Linked DNA regions of Mus musculus: region 2 is linked to region 1. A link is a contact called in public HiChIP or PLAC-seq data. All regions are on one chromosome and are shown on one strand. The core of a region is the stretch at or near the end of the contact, and the rest is flanking DNA. Distances in the headings are between cores, read along the strand shown. Region 1 overlaps Mm2pr (macrophage M2 polarization regulator). Region 2 overlaps Gm38753 (a long non-coding RNA gene).

Region 1 (4,916 bases), core at 457-2,956:
TTCCTTCCTTCCTCCCTCCCTCCCTCCCTTCCTTCCTTCCTTCTTCCATGTTTCTTTTTTTCTTTTATTTTCTATCTTCTATTTTTTTTATTAAAGATTTATTTATTTATTTCATGTATGTGAGTGCAGTGTAGCTGTCTTCAGACACACCAGAAGAGGGCATCGGATCCCATTACAGATGGTTGTGAGCCACCATGTGGTTGCTGGGAATTGAACTCAGGACCTCTGGAAGAGCAATCAGTGATCTTAACCACTGAGCCCACTTTCTATCTTCTTTCTTTCTCTTTTTTTCTTTTTTCTCTTTTTATTGTCATGGCAATAGAAACCCTAATACACCCACTTTCTTGAGATTACCACTGTGGCCATCTTTAGGCCATTATATGCATCCAAAAATCTGAGTATGCTTACATGTTGCATAGGCAATGCTATCAGATCAACATTTTTTAGGGTTTAATTAATTAATTAATTAATATATAGGTGCTCCAACTGCTTGGACATCTGCATGCCAGCAGAGGGTATCAGATCCCAGTATCGATGGTTGCGAACCACCATGTGGCTGGGAATTGAACCCAGAACCTTCAAAGAGCAAACAATGCTCTTAACTGCTGAGCCATCTCTCCAGCCCCGAACACCATTCTTTTAAAGATTAATTTTTATTTCATGAGTGTTTACCTGCATATAGGTCTGTGTGCCGCAGACAGAACGAAGAGGGCATCAGATCACTTGGAACTGGAGTTAAAGACAGCTGTGAGTCACCATGGAGATGCTGGGAATTGAAACTAGGCCTTCTGTGAGAGCAGCAGCTGGCAGAGCCGTCTCTCCACCACAAAGTTTTAAACATAAATACCCTACCGATTCACAACTGCACCTGTCGTGCAAGTGTGCAGTCCCTTAGTTCGCTGTTTCTACTTCCCTTTTAAAGAAAAAATAAACAAACTTAACAATGTGTGTCTGAGATGTGCATGTGTGATCTGTGTGGAGGTCGTAGGGACAACGCTCCGTAGTATGGGGGTCCTGAGGACTGAATTTAGGTCGTCAAGCCTTCACAGCAAGCGCGTTTACTCTCTGCCCTTCTCATCGGCCCCGCCATTTCCCGTATTAAGTAGACAAGTATTTGTGTAACTTCATGATCGGTTCTGACCAGTCTCTGGCAGCCAGCATAACCTTACAAAGTGCAACGCAGTTAAAACTGAGGAAACACAGCCAGCAGCGGTGGTAGCGCTCGCCTTTAGCCTTTAATCCCAGCACTCGTGAGGCAGAGGCAGGCAAGTCTCCAAGTTCAAGGCTAGCCTGGTCTACAGAGCAAGTTCCAGGACAGTCAGAGCTGCACAGAAAAACCCTGTCTTCGAAACCAAAAAAAAAAACAGAACAAGCAAACAAAAAGAGAGGAAACACCATAGACTAACCCTTTGGTGGGTTAGTACAGTTTCTCTGTCCCACACCTCAATGTTTATATTCTGTCCGTTCTTTAGAAGGGAAGCTGAGGGCTGGGAGTGCCTCCCTGTGTTCCTAATTATGTGGGAGAGCTTTCCTTGCTGCTTTACTGGGTAGGTAGTGGTTGGGGGAGAGAGAGAGAGAGAGAGAGAGAGAGAGAGAGAGAGAGAGAGAGAGAGAGAGGCAGAGGGAGAGGCTCAGTGGTCCAGCATCTGTCCTCACAGCCATCTGCGGGAAGGCTCGCCACACTGCAGCACACTGAGCCCTCAGCTCAGGATCATGAGACTGCAGAAGGGTGCACCTCTACCAACAGTTGCCTGTTCCAGTGTAAGGTTACACATAAACTCCAACCGCTGTCTGCTTTAAATGAAACCAAAAATTAGCGGTACCCCGCTTGCTTTTCAGTTACTCTCCGTTGAGGAAATGGTACTGGGGGAGTGGGCAGGTTTGGAGTCTACAGAAGGCATCTGTTGCTGGAGGGTAAAAAACTTAAGCTTTTTAAAGCTGGACATGTCGGGTCAGCGTACTGCCAGGCACAGGGTCCGGCTGAGTTACAGTTAACTTGCCTGGCTCCCTTCCCATCCCTCCTATGTCACAGTGTATCATCAGAGCCTTCTGTTCCATTTGAGGTTCAGATCTGCTGGCCTGAAGTCACGGTGACACTAACTCTGGGGAAGGTTAGGTACACAAACAGCCTTGCCTGACCTCACCCTATGCTTTGCATGCAGCCAGGGGACCCCTGAGGCTGGCACTCCTTCCCTGGCCTAAGGCTACCCTGGGGGAGGGGAGCAGCCTTCCACTGGAGGAAACAGAAGGGTTCTTTCCTCTCTAGCTGAAGGGCAAGATGAAAGAAGGCTAAGGGTTCTGACCATGGCCTCATCTCTGACCGTGCTTTCCTCTCTCTAAGAAACAAAACAAAACAACAAAACAAAATCACTCAGAATGGACCCCCAGAGGCCAAGCCCTGGCCTCCCCAGCTGCCTCTCCAGAGCCTGGCTTCCTCCCTTGGCTCACTACCTCCCAGTTCCCTGGAGAGAAAGAGGGCAACCAATCCACAGCCACCTTGGTCCCTGTACCCGGTGGGGGACCCTCGAGCATCCAACCATAACAGCGCAGGCTACAGATTAAAAAGGCCAGTTCCCAGTCCCAATAAGAGAACAGCAGCCGGCCCTGTTGCAAACACTAAGGCCAGAAATGAACAGCCAATGGTGGCAGAGACTTCAGCTGATTGTGATCTGAGATACTGACACCAAACAGTGCCAGGTACTTCTAGATCTTTCCAAGAGTCATGGAAAACAGCAAGGGAAGGAAAGATACTCAGGAAGGCATGGTGAAGTGATGAGTAATGGGGCTTTGGGGTCAGAGAGGTCAGGAGCCTCCTGGTGTCTCTGGACTAGGAGAATAAAGGCAGCCCCTGCTCTCCTCCAGCATTCGAGCTTTGCTATGAGCCAGCCAAATGACGCCCCACTCTTTGTAGACACCATTTCCCAGCAGCCCCATAAGCAGGCCTATTATTATTCTTGTTTTATAGTCGAAGAACCCGAGTTAAATGGCGCACCTACAGGGAACCCAAACCTCGTTTCTCTGATGAGTCTCTCTCTCATCATTGCTCTGCTACAAAATGAGAATTAAAAAATCCCGGGCTGGGAGAGATGGCTCAGGATGTACAGGCTGTCCTCATAGAAGGCCTGAACTTTAGTTTTCAGCACTCACGTGGTAGCTCACAGCCATCCATAACTGGTTCCAGGGGAACTGACACTCTCCTGACCGCCAAGGTCATGGCAGTGCACAGTGGATATATATATATATATATATATATGTGTGTGTGTGTGTGTGTGTGTGTGTGTGTGTGTGTATGTGTGTTTATGTATATATATGTGTGTGTATATATATGTATGTGTATATATATGTGTGTGTGTATATGTATATATATTTGCATTTTATATATATATGTGTGTGTGTGTGTGTGTGTGTGCAGGCAAACACTGAAAAATCGATCTAAAAATCATTTTTTAAAAAAGATACTGTTTTTCTAAGATAGCCAGGACTACACAGAGAAACCCTGTCTCAAAACAAAGCAACAACAACAAATACAGCCTCATGCTGGTAATGTAGCTCATAGGTATAGCACCTGCTTAGCTTGCACAAGGCTCCAGGCTCAGTTCCTAGCACCATAAAAGAAAAACTGCTACCTCGCGCAATTGGAAAAATATTGACTAAACCCCTTAGATACCAGGAGGTGTTCAGTAAATGTGACAGGATTTTCCCTGTCCAATCACACTAAAAATATTAGGGCAGCAAGAGGCCTGTGATTGGACAGGGAAAAGGGAGGCGGAACTAAGAGCTACAGAGACAGGGAGCGTCCGAGGAGAGGGGAGGAAGGCCAGGATGGAGGCGGATGTGAACCAGCATGGCTTTAGCCAGCCACAGGTAGTTATGATATCATAAGGTTAGAATATTTGGGATAAAGCTTTTATCATTATCAGTTGGTCTGAAATTATTGTATTGGCATCTTGTAAATTGAGAATTTATTGACACATAAATCTGATTGGTTAATTATAAGCTTCTAGAATTTTGTTTCTACCGGGTAAATGGGTATTGTGGTGGCTGACCATGGGGTGGATGGTCATCGCATGGGGCTAGCGGCAGAGATCCACCAACGGACTTGGGAGCTCCGTCCCAGAGAGACCACCAAGTTGAGATCACCCAGCTGGAGCCATGTGGTCTGTCTGTCAGTCCATTTTTTAATATTTCCCACTACAAGTAAACATAAAGGTTTTTATTGTTTTGGTTGGTTGGTTGGAGTGTTTGTTTGGTTTTGTTGTTCTTTGTTTTGTTTTGTTTTGTGGTCCTGTGTTCTGCCTCTCCAGCAGCAGTGTCTGGACACCACCAAGACGCTGGCTCAGGGGTAGGCATCAGAAGGGTGTGAGACGGCTGGTAGGGAAAGCAGAGCCGGGGACACTGGCAGGATTCAGGTCTTGTTGAGATCCAGTGGGGGAGGAGCGGGAGAAGAGAAGAGGCCTTTTCCAGGAGCCATAATGTCATGGCTCATTTAGGCAAAGAGACCCTCCCCGTGGTTCTCTTCGATGAAGCAGCTCTCTGAGACAATCTTAGCTTGTTCACATTTCTGTATTGGGCACAGATGTGAATGCATACTCTTTATTTGTGGTGAGCCAGGGATTACGTGCTTTTGGGGAAGGGCCGGAGAACATCCAGGAAGGGAAGGTCATTGGCCGAAGGCTAAGGCTATTGAGATGCCTCCTTAGCATGGAGAGGCGTCCTGGGTGTGCTGTGTGACTGAGTGCCCCTGGCCAACTCAGTTGGGGGTCATGGTTCCAGAGCAGGCAGTAGAGGCGGGGGTGGGGGGGGGGAGGGAAGCCCCACCCCTGCAGGCTCAGATCTCTGAGATTCCAGGGGTTTGAGCACACTCGGCTCCACCAGGTCTTATGTCCATCTGGTGGCACTGTCCACGTGCCCAACAT
Region 2 (4,942 bases), core at 1,016-3,515, 240 kb before region 1:
AAAGTGTATGTGTACAAGTTCATCCTCAATAAAGGTATGTGCACAAGCTAAGATCGGCTCAGAGAGCTGTTTCAGTGAAGATTATCGAAGAAGGCCTTCGTCTAAAAGAGCTGTAACACTAAAGTCATCAGAGAAAGCCTCCCTGGGCCCCACACCCCCGTGCCCCCGCGCCCCCATGCCCCCGAATCCCATGCTCCCATGCCCCCTCCGGCACTCACTCCCAGCTGCTTCAGGATCCTGTAGACCTCACCCATTACAGACTCCACTTCATCCCTCCAGCCCAGTGTGCAGTGGCATCAGGACACTCCAAAAGGAGTCACAGTGAACCCTATTGGAAGTGTCCAATGAGGGCAACAACCTTGATTCCTTCCTGAGATGCATACCTTATCTCAGCTGCCAGAATCATCCCTTGTCCCTATGGAGGGAAGAGAAGCCACAGGAGGGATAGAGATCCGAGGGAAAATGCATGGTGTCCCTGTCACAATCATTTCTCCTTCAACAGGTGTGCACTGCCCAATGGGCTTGATGCAGAGGCCAAGGAGGCAGAGGGTACCTAACACAGAGCCTGTCTTGGCCCAGAGGACTTATGCCTCACTCTTTCTCCATGTATGTGCTGAAAAGCTCCCCAAAGCCCCTTTCCCTGGGCATGTTAGCTCCATGGCTGGAAGAAGCCACCCTAGGTCCAATTTGGGACCTTGGAATAGTGTTTTGTGAGGTGGATTTACAATAACTCTACTGCCTATTAATGCTTGTGGTCACTTACAGTTCAGGACTATCCTTCAAGCTGGACTGCTACCAGCTTCATCAGATCAGCCGTGCTTTCTTGCCAAAGAGCATCACAACTGAGCTTGTTGGCTGTTGCTATTCCTTTGTAGAAGGAGGGTGTGAAGGGTGTGATGGTTTGAATAAGATGGCTCTCATAGGATCATATATTTGAATGCTTTAGTCAGCAGAGAGTGGCGCTATTTGAAAGGATTAGAAGGATTAGGAGGTGGGATGGTTTATATCTGCTTGGGCCAGGGAGTGGCACTGTTATGAGGTGTGGCCTTGTTGGAGTAGGTGTGGCTTTGTTGGAGTGGGTGTGGTCTTGTTGGAGTGGGTGTGCCACTATGGGCGTGGGCTTATGACCCTCATCTTAGCCACCTGGAAGCCAGTCTTCTACTAGTTGTCTTCAGATGAAGATGCAGAACTCTCAACTCCTTCTGTGCCATGCCTGCCTGGATACTGCCATGTTCCCGCCTTGATAATAATGGACTGAACCTCTGAACCTGTAAGCCAGCCCCAATTAAATGTTGTCCTTATAAGAGTTGCTTGGGTCATGGTGTCTGTTCATTGCAGTAAAACCCTAACTAAGACCATAGGCATGGCCGTTTTAGAAGTGTGACACTGGGGATGAGCTTTGAAGTTTCAAAAGCTCATGGCAGACTGACCACCACCCCCATCTGTGTGTGTGTGTGTGTGTGTGTGTGTGTGTGTGTGGTGTGTGTTTGTGTGTGTGTGTGTGTGTGTGTGTGTGTGTGTGGTGTGTGTATATGTGTGTGTGTGTGTGTGTGGTGTGTGTGTGTGTGTGTGTGGTGTGTGTGTGTGTGTGTGTGTGGTGTGTGTGTGTGTGTGTGTGTGTGTGGTGTGTGTGTGTGTGTGTGTGGTGTGTGTGTGTGTGTGTGTGTGGTGTGTGTGTGTGTGTGTGTGTGGTGTGTGTGTGTGTGTGTGTGTGTGGTGTGTGTGTGTATGTGTGTGTGTGTGGTGTGTGTGTGTGTGTGTGTGGTGTGTGTGTGTGTGTGTGTGTGTGTGGTGTGTGTGTGTGTGTGGTGTGTGTGTGTGTGTGTGGTGTGTGTGTGTGTGTGTGTGGTGTGTGTGTGTGTGTGTGTGTGTGGTGTGTGTGTGTGTGTGTGTGTGTGTTTGGTGTGTGTGTGTGTGTGTTTGGTGTGTGTGTGTGTGTGTGTGTGTGTGTGTGTGTGTGGTGTGTGTGTGTGTGTGTGTGTGTGTGTGTGTGTGTGTGTGTGTGTTCGGGTCAGGATATAGCTCTCAGCTCCTTCTCCAGCACCATGCCTGCCTGCCATGCTTACCACCACATTTCCTGCTGTAACGACAACGGACTAAGCCTCTGAAGCTACAGGCAAGACCCCAATTAAATTATTGCATTTCTAAGAGTTGCCCTGGATGTGGTGTGTCCTCACAGCGATAGAACAGTGACTAGGATGGAGGGGAAGGGAAGGTCACGTATCCAGTCACCTCCTCTCCTCCCACCAGCTGTATGCAATTCTGCTCTTATTGAAAGCGGGTTCTTGAGGAGGAGGAGCTAGAGTATAATGTGGGGAGAGGCTCGAGGAGCCGGGCTCTGCCTTTGTGGCCATGGGAGACCTTCCAGTGCGGCTGCCTTAAGACCACCAGTGTTCTTGCTCATAACCCCTCTCTCAGTGCACTCCAACCAAGCCTGATGAACTCCCTGGCTCCCCAGAGGGAACTCTAGAATAATCACACCTCCACTTGTCATACGGACCTTAGAAGGTGTGCACATGTTGCTTCTGTCTCCATCAAGGAAGGGATTATAGCGATGAAGATTGTACAGCCATGTAAAAGATGGGGCACATAGGTTGAAACTCAGAGCTCAGGCCCCCTTCCCTGGATCCTCTCAGCAGGCCTGTGGTTCTCGTGGCCACCTTGTGCAAACACTGGCAGCTGGGGAACACACACAGGAATGTAAGTACCAAGAATGGTGGGAGCTGTCAGATCCACTAGGGCCCATTCTAAGGGGTCTAAATGCACAGGGCACATTCAAAGGCCTCTAGAAGAAGATCTGAGACCCCATAAAACACCAAGAGACTCTCATTACTCATCCCCTCCCCCCTTTTCCCTACTCCCTCTTGCTCTGGCTCCACATGCTCTGGGCCACTGCTCGCTCTGGTTCATAGGTTATCATCATCATCATCATTATTATTATTATTATTACTATTATTATTAGACACCATGTGGTTGCTTGGATTTGAACTCATGACCTTCAGAAGAGCAGTCAGTGCTCTTAACCACTGAGCCATCTCACCAGCCCTCATTACTCATTATTACTTAACTCCAGTAATAATAATAGCTTATGCTGGAATAGAGCTTGTTGAAAGAAAGGAGAAAACTGAACTGAAGATTTTTGGGCCTATTTCAGAATAAAGGAACTCACCCTTGTAATCTGAGCAGGGGACCTATCATCTACTCCTGGCAGGTGCATCACTCTATAAAACCGGGTCTGTTTCTGCCTTCCTCACAATAACCCAGGACCAGTGTGGCTGCAGAGAAATGGGTGGAAAGTGAAGCCAGCGCCCACCATGGAAGAAGAGTGGAGACAACATGGCAGTAGAATGCACATCCCTGCCTGAGAGTGTGAGCTAAACACCTCGCAGAGCCACCAGCCCAGATCTACCATCAGAATCACTGAGGGCTTTGTTTGGGAGCGGGAGGGGTCCTCCAAATAGATGGGGTCAGCAGCAGGTTCTGCATCCAGGTGTTGGGTCAAGAGGGTTCTGTGTGTGTGCATGTGCGTGTGCGTGTGTGTGTTGAGGCTAGAGAACAACCCTAGGTGTCATCTTCAGAAATGCTGTCCACCTCTTTTTGGGTGTGGTTTCTTTCTGGCCTGGAGCCTATCAATTAGGCTAACCCATCTGGCTAACAAGTCCCATGATTCTCCTCCTCTCCCTCCCCAGCTCTGGGATTACAAGCATGCACCACCACAGCCGATCTTCTAACACTGTTTCTGGACATCTCAAGTCCTCCTGATTACAAGCAAAGCATTTCACTAATTAAGCAATCTTCCCAGCCCAGAAAACGGAGGATGGAGAGATAACTTATTGATTTAAAGCACTTGCTACTCTGGAAGAGGATCCATCCCAGCACCCACCCCAAGTGGAGGCTCACAACCATCCTGTAACTTCAGTTCCAGGGGACCTAGTGCCCTCTTCTGTTCTTCCAAAGTACTGCATGCATATAATACATATAAATACATGTAGGTAAAACATCCACACACAGATTGATAGATAGATAGATAGATAGATAGATAGATAGATAGATGGATGGATGGATGGATGGATGGATGGATGGATGGATGGATGGTTAGGCAGGCAGGCAGACAGACAGACAGACAGACAGACAGCACTGGGCCTCCCACAGCCTGCAATACAAAAGCTTGCAGCACACCCTCCCAAAGAGGTACCAGCTGAATCTCTCACAGTCTTCTGAGAAGTGACAGGTTGCAACCTCTCTTCCCCCAACAGAAAGTGACCTTTTCACTTGAGCTATTGGACATGATAGAGCAAAATGGAAGACACAAGACTGATAGCATTTACAGAAAGCAGGAAAGGGGGACAGAGAGAATATTCCATACTTCCTTTTCTCTGAGTACCTTCAAAACCTTCAGCCACATCAAAAGCAATGTTCTCATTGAGCTAATACCAGTGTTATCAGAGGGACCTGTGGGTTGGGTGGAACATCCCACTAGACAGAAGACCTGGTAAGGTTAAAGCAGGCTCAAAACCCCCAGAAATTGTCACAATTGAGAACTGTAGGTGTTAGAACCAGCTTGAGGCCAGGGTCTACCTGTTCTGGAATACATAACCATGAGACCTCATTGAGAGAGTCGTAAAAACTGGTCATATAGAATAAAAACCCAGAGTTCTCCATGCTAATGAGGCATCTAGATAGGCCCGCAGTGTTTAGCCAATGAGCTTCCCTCCCTGGACATCCCTTCCTGCAAGAGGTATTTAATCCCTGAGTCACCCTGAGTAAGACCTGTGCGTTCACATCTGCCATGACAATAAAGCAGTTTGGACAAGCAAGGACTGTCTCCTTCATCATCGAGGATTGTGGGAGCAGGGGAGGAGGAGCCTTTGTTGTAAAGGTCCATGCCTAAATCTAGAGAAGGCCTCTCGCCCAGCCCCTCCATACTTTCAGCACTCACTCA

Evidence for each region. HiChIP or PLAC-seq counts read pairs in DNA pulled down with a chosen protein or histone mark.
Region 2: a contact with region 1 is called in an H3K27ac HiChIP or PLAC-seq map of double positive thymocytes, with 5 read pairs. The contact joins two enhancer-like sites. A contact is called at or near these places in 4 of 39 promoter capture datasets (the 3T3-L1 cell line, hippocampal neurons, liver and 1 more), 1 of 15 datasets of contacts at CTCF or cohesin (the NIH/3T3 cell line), 3 of 484 Hi-C or Micro-C datasets (bone marrow-derived macrophages, double positive thymocytes and nephron progenitors) and 2 of 115 datasets of contacts at active chromatin or transcription factors (double positive thymocytes and regulatory T cell precursor).

The regions. Positions count from the first base shown.
Region 1 is chr5:149,115,596-149,120,511 of GRCm38.p6, reverse strand. Mm2pr (macrophage M2 polarization regulator) reads left to right here. Exons shown (of 3, transcript NR_015478.2): 3 at 683-947. Among named protein-coding and RNA genes, the nearest start is that of Gm42788, 26 kb to the left of the region's middle. Within about 2 kb of position 1,706, at least 41 of the 459 cell types and tissues checked have an H3K27ac peak or open chromatin away from gene starts, as enhancers often do. A contact at or near this core is called in double positive thymocytes, where this site is marked.
Region 2 is chr5:149,356,149-149,361,090 of GRCm38.p6, reverse strand. Gm38753 (a long non-coding RNA gene) reads left to right here. Exons shown (of 3, transcript XR_868733.3): 3 at 1-74. Among named protein-coding and RNA genes, the nearest start is that of Gm38753, 8.9 kb to the left of the region's middle. Within about 2 kb of position 2,265, at least 3 of the 459 cell types and tissues checked have an H3K27ac peak or open chromatin away from gene starts, as enhancers often do. A contact at or near this core is called in double positive thymocytes, where this site is marked.